Linked DNA regions of Mus musculus: region 1 is linked to region 2. Evidence: chromatin contacts called from public Micro-C data. All regions are on one chromosome and are shown on one strand. Each heading gives the region's core, a stretch centred on a gene start, on an enhancer-like site or on the middle of the called end of the contact. The rest is flanking DNA. Distances are from core to core; before and after follow the strand shown. Region 1 holds the start of Zfp84 (zinc finger protein 84). Region 2 holds the start of Kcnk6 (potassium inwardly-rectifying channel, subfamily K, member 6).

Region 1 (3,035 bases), core at 104-2,603, 540 kb before region 2:
CTCTGGAAACCGTAAACAAAAAAACAAAGTACATTTCAGGAACTTCAAATAATTTCTGCAGGAACTGGCCAGGTGCAGTATTAAAGTCCATTAGCCCACTTAAGCTGCTATAACAAAATACCAGAGACTAGCTTATAAATAACAAACTTATTTCTCTGTTGTGGTGGCACTGACAAATTAGGTGTCTAGTGAAAACCGATTTCCCCGGTCCCCAGATGGAGTCTCTGGACTGCACTCTCACCTAGAGAAGGCAGGTAGCTCCAGGGAGCCAGGGCACTACTCCCATTTAATTACCTTCAAAAAGCCCCCACCTTCTAAACCCACCACACCGAGGACTAGTTTTGTAACTATAAACTGGACAGGGTGAAGATGGGGTACAACGGAGACTCCGTGTGCTCACTATGTCTGCTTCTTGACAGAAAAGCCTAGAGCTGAGGAAGTTGTCTTTTTAGAACCTGAAGTGGATCACCCAGAATCATGAACTTCAAATTCTGACTTCTCTAGTGGTAGTCAACAGAGGCTAAGATTTTCTAAGAGTTCCCTAAACAAGGCTAAATGGCTACTCGGAGGGTGTGACACAAAAGTAGGAACCCACAGTAATTACGTTTTTTCAAATACAATTTCTATACACTCATCCGTTTCTGAGACAGGATTTCACTATGTGGGTCCCGGTAGCCTGGAACTCACTATGTTCCCACGGCTGTCCTCAAAGTCACTGACTTCCAGCTTCCGCAGCTCGAGTGCTGAAATTATAGATGTGGGTCACCATATCTAACTCCTAACTACAGTTAAAAGTCATGCTGATTGGTAAACTGATCTATCTTGAACACAGAAATCCTTACCGTCTCTACTATTTAGCTTTCTCCCCCCTCCCCCCAAATTTTCAAATAAACTTGACATAAATGGTGTCCCGCACCTCCCGCCCCCGACTTTGCGTTGCAAGACTAGAGGATCTGGTAACCACCTACTACCCACGTTCTGCTGACTTCGCGCACTCTCTCTCTCTCACCCTCCTGTACAATCCACATCCTCCAAAAACCTTTTCGCCCATGCAGTCACACTCCCGCCGCCTTAGTCCCTCTTTAAGCCTCTAGCGCCATCCCGGAAACCGGGTGGGTCCCCTAGAGCCGGCCTGCAGCCAGCGACCAACAAATACAGGCCTTAAGGACTGTATTTACACAAAGCACTTAAAACCAAGGGCAGACTCACTTCAAAAGTATAAACTGCGATCTCACGGCTTCGAACTCGGACGACCAGCGAATACCGACCAGGACAGTACCGGGTTAGGTCGGGTAGGGCACTGAGATGATCCGGAACAACCTCTTTCCAGCCACTTCCGCCATGTGGCTGAGCATTTATAGTGGACTACATTTCCCAGAAGGCGGTGCTACTTCTAGAGTCTGCAGGAGAGTTTCAGTGTGCGAGAGAGGAAGTAGAGATCTGTTGAAACTAGAGAACGGACGATTAGTTTTCTAAAGGGGGAATTTCCCAAGGATCCAAGGCTTGAAGTCTCTGAAACTTAAGCAGTTTCGGCTCTGTGGTGGGGGTGGATCTTTACTCCAGCTACAGAAGCGAGGCAAGAACCCGAGCAAGTGATCCAGCTCAGGACTACATTTCCCAGAAGACATCACAGACCGCGTTCTCGGTAAAGAACTCATCCTGCTATTGACAGTCGGATATATGAGGGCTCTTAAGAGCTTCTCCAGTGTGGTGTTCCAAGCTCCCTGAAGGAATGAGACAAGGCTGTTAGGACTGGGAACGACTGGATAGGGCAAAGATCGCCCTATCTTTACTGGAATATTTAGTCTACTTACCACTCGATAGCCACAAATTTAAATGTGCTGCATTAGCCTGGGTTGAGCATTGCATGTTTGTAATCCCAGCACTCAGGAGGCAGAAGCAGGAGAATCAAGAGTTTTAATGCCCGCCTCGGTTACATAACAAGTTTGAAGCCATGGTTACCTAACGACCTGTGTCCATAAAGGAAAATAAACAGAGAGATGGTTCAGTTCTTAAGAGCATCGTCTGTTCTGTTCCAAGCACTTATGTTGGGCCAATCATGAACATTTATGTTGGATCAAATTTTATGGAATTCCATATGTATGTATGTATATGTATATATATATATATATATATATATATTCTCACTCATATAATGAGAATTCAATGTCGATCATACTGGCTTCAAACTCTGGCCCATGTCTCTGCCTTCTGTTTGCTATGATTAAAAGTATGCATCACTGTGCCTCAAGTCTTGGTGGATTTTGTTATTGTTGGTTGATTTTGTTGTTGTGGAAGCAGAGTTTTATTAGGAAGACTGTCTCCGGGGGGAAGAGAGAGAGAGAGAGAGAGAGAGAGAGAGAGAGAGAGAGAGAGAGAGAGAGAGAGAGAGAGAGAGAGAGAGAGAAGAGAATATCTCGCTCACAAGATCTAGGTTTACCGGCAGCCTGAAACCCAGATTCCGCTTTTTGGATTTCTAGGTTCCTGGTCTTTCCGGGACCTCCTGGGACCCTTTCTAGACAGAATTCCCAGAGGAATTCTCCGTGAATCGGCTTAGAGCAGATGTTGTGGCAGGGGTTACACGAAGGAGGATTTGGTGCCCTGGCTTGTTTTTCCCACAAGGCACTGCGGCTTGGACTCCTCGGTTTGAACTACATTTCCCAGAAAACAACGGGTGCAAGCAATTTACAGTTCAGCCCCAGTCCCCAAACACCCCGCAGGGTTCTCAGTGCTCGGCAAAATGAATTCAACCTAAATCCAAGGGCGGTGACAGGAGGAGGGCTCTAAACAAATGTTTCAAATTTGGAGTTCCTGATTTGGACATGGAGAAGCCGCCAGTTGTTACTGGAATGTAGGCCTGTGGGTTAGTGAAGAGCACAGGAGCACTTTGTGTGTCTGTGTGAAGGAATGTGCGGGAGCGCGTGCATGTGTGAAAGGAGGAGAAGGGGTTGGAAGAGAAAGACAGAGGAAAGAGGCAGAGACAACGGGTGGTGGGTAAGATGGGAAGGGCTGGGATGTTTCTTCTGAATTGGAAG
Region 2 (2,977 bases), core at 467-2,966:
TTCACCATGCTCCAGGGATTGATCTCAGGTCTTTAGGCTTGGTGTGTGTGTGTGTGTGTGTGTGTGTGTGTGTGTGTGTGTAACCACTGATCCATCTGGCCAGTTCCTACATTCTGTTTTCAGCTTTAATTTCCCCTTTGTTTACTGGGAATCGTGTGGGAGGATGAAGGCCTTGATAAAGGGCATATGTACACAGACAGCGCCTGACTAAGTCCAGGGACATTGTAGCTATTGTTGCTGGTTTTTATTATCAGGCATCTCTTCCTACAGACTGCCAGCCCTAAATTGGGCTCTGTCCCAAGAATTACCACAGTTTTATAAATAGAGCTTGTTGCGTGTATCAGAGCTGCGGTCTGGTTGTGGGAGGATTCTGGTCTGCCCTCCACACAGCAGTAAGGAGAGCACTGAGTCCACGTCATAGAGGGACGTGAGGGGACCTACAGGAGAAAAATAAGGGAAACCCTGCTTTCAGTTTTACCTATTAATTTACTATTGAGACAATGTCTCACTTTGTCACCCTGGCTGACCTGGAACTCCCTCTGTAGAGCAAGCTTCCCTCACAGAGCGATCCATCTGCCTCTGTCTCTGCCTCCCAAGTGCTGGGATTAAAGAAGTGAGCCACCCCCTAGGCTACTTACTAGTTTGTTGTTGGTTTTTGTTTTGTTTTGAGACGGGGCTTTGCTGCTCTACCTTTAACTTTTCTAATGTACGTAGGAACATCTCAGCCTCCAGGAAAAGGGAGTCCCTACCCTGGATATAGATATATACATATCTATATACATATCTATATCCAGGTCATCTGCAGAAGCAACTAATACTCTTAGCTATTCTCTCCAGCCACTCCACCACACCTTTTGAGACAGGTATTCACTAGGTAGCCCAGGTTGGCCTGGAGCCGGTGATGGCCCAGTCTATTGCTCAAATGTTAAGGTTATTATGTGCAAGCCACCACAACCACATCCGAAATTTATTTGCTCATTTTTGTGTGTGTTCTGTGTTTCTTGAGACTGTGTCCTACTATGTAGCCCTGGAACTTACTATGTACACAGGCTGGCTTGAACTCAGAAATATAGCTGCCTCTGCCTCCTGAGTGCTGGATAAAAGGGGTGCGCCACCATGAAAGTAAGCAATGTATTGTTTATTTATTGAGACAGAGGTCTTCCAACAATGCCCCCTGACTCCTGGTCAATTATTCCGAAATCGTAGGCCCCTCCCACCCACCCACAACTTATCCCACGTCTTAGTGCCTCAAGCAAACACTGGGTACAGTGCAGAGGCAGGCAGATTTCTAAGTTCCAGGCCATCCTGGTCTACAGAGTGAGACAGGACAGCCAGGGCTACACAGAGAAACCCTGTCTCGAGAAAAAAAAAAAAAAAAAAAAAAAGGTTACAAACAGAAAGCTCCCACTTCGGAGGAGAGTTTCAGATCTGAGTTAAGGAGTCGCGAGGAGGAGAGTTGCAAGGAACTTCAGGCAGGAAAGGACTCCGCAGCCCTTCCCATCCCATTTGACTCCCCGATCCCGGAGCGTCGAACTCCACCCTCCGGTGTCCCTGTACCTACACCAGGTGTTTGGGCGTGCCTCAGTTTCCCAGCGTCAGGGCGTTCCGCCAGCCCCGCTCCTCCCCCTTTTTCCTTTTCCTCTTCCTCTTCGGGGCGTCGGTGGCCGCGCCTGGAGCTCCCGGAACTAAAAGCGGACCTCGGGCGGTGGGCCGGCGGGGGCCACGTCAGCGGGTGTCGGGGCTGTACGGGCACCATGCGGCGGGGCGCGCTCCTGGCTAGCGCCCTGGCCGCCTACGCCGGGTACCTGGCGCTGGGCGCGCTGCTTGTGGCGCGGCTGGAGCGGCCTCACGAAGCCCGGCTGCGGGCAGAACTGGGGACCCTGCGGGAGCAGCTGCTACAGCACAGCCCGTGCGTGGCGGCTCACGCCCTGGATGCCTTCGTGGAGCGGGTGCTGGCGGCCGGACGGCTGGGGCGCGCAGCGCTCGCCAACGCCTCGGGAGCTGCCAACGCTTCGGACCCTGCGTGGGACTTCGCCTCGGCGCTCTTCTTCGCCAGCACGCTTGTCACCACCGTGGGTAAGTGAGTGCTATCCATCACCCAGTCCCAGATAGTGTCCGGACCCCTTAACATACACCTTCATCCCAATCGTCCTGGTGCTCTCAGAACAACCTCCATTCCCAACTGACCCACACTGGCCACAGCTGCCTCATTTGGAGAGCCCTCGTACTACACACCCCAGTTCCCTTGGAATACTTTCTCAGACAGCATCCCCTTTGGTGCCTTTTTGTTTGGTTTTGAGATAGCATGTACCTTTAGGCGCAGGTTGGCTTGGAATTTCATCCTCCTGTCTCAGCCTCCTAAATGCTGGGATTACAGGTGTGGGTCACCAGCCTGGCTCACTCTTGTCTTAATCCTAGGATTATCATAGATGATTGGCAAGGGCCTTGGTAGGGCTTTCCTTGGGTGTCTAACCTCGGGGGCTGTGTTACAATAGGGCTGGCACACCATCTCTTCCAGCCTTGTCTTCTGGCTCCAGATAGGTCCTTTCTGGAACAGCCCACTTTAACTTCCTCCTGAACTCAGTGCCCCAGTGAACTGTGAGTTGAACTCAGGCCTTCATGCATGCTAGTCAGTAATAGCAGGGCAACATTACTGGAGGTCTGTCTTCTAGGAAGAGACCTTAGCCTGACCTGAGACCGGTTCTAGGATCCCTTCCGCTTTGGGCACTCTCCAGCAAGATCCCTGGTCCGGGGACTAACAGACTGACTGAAGGTCCCCCCCTCCCCCCCTCTCCTGGACTTCCTACTCTAACACAGGGCTCCTCCACCCATCTTTACACCTCCCCTGAGTTGTTGGGATTCTCCCAATGTTTTCCACTCTAGACTCAGATTCCTGGATCAGCAGCTCCTACAGCGGGCTGTAAGAATGGCGCGAACCCAGAGCGTCCTCAAGGAAGAACCATTGGCTGATTGGCTG

Evidence for each region. A called contact is a pair of places that touch in the nucleus more often than the background predicts.
Region 1: a contact with region 2 is called in a Micro-C map of B cells, with 4 times the contacts expected there. The contact joins the promoter of Zfp84 here to the promoter of Kcnk6 in region 2. A contact is called at or near these places in 2 of 39 promoter capture datasets (hippocampal neurons and liver), 3 of 484 Hi-C or Micro-C datasets (B cells, CD4 T cells and forebrain) and 2 of 115 datasets of contacts at active chromatin or transcription factors (both in embryonic stem cells).

The regions. Positions count from the first base shown.
Region 1 is chr7:29,766,870-29,769,904 of GRCm38.p6, reverse strand. Zfp84 (zinc finger protein 84) reads right to left here and starts at 1,353. Exons shown (of 5, transcript NM_023750.2): 1 at 1,210-1,353. It overlaps Gm38983 (a long non-coding RNA gene), which reads left to right and starts at 1,652. Exons shown (of 2, transcript XR_881933.3): 1 at 1,652-2,851.
Region 2 is chr7:29,231,261-29,234,237 of GRCm38.p6, reverse strand. It overlaps Kcnk6 (potassium inwardly-rectifying channel, subfamily K, member 6), which reads left to right and starts at 1,716. Exons shown (of 3, transcript NM_001033525.3): 1 at 1,716-2,076. The coding sequence starts at 1,755.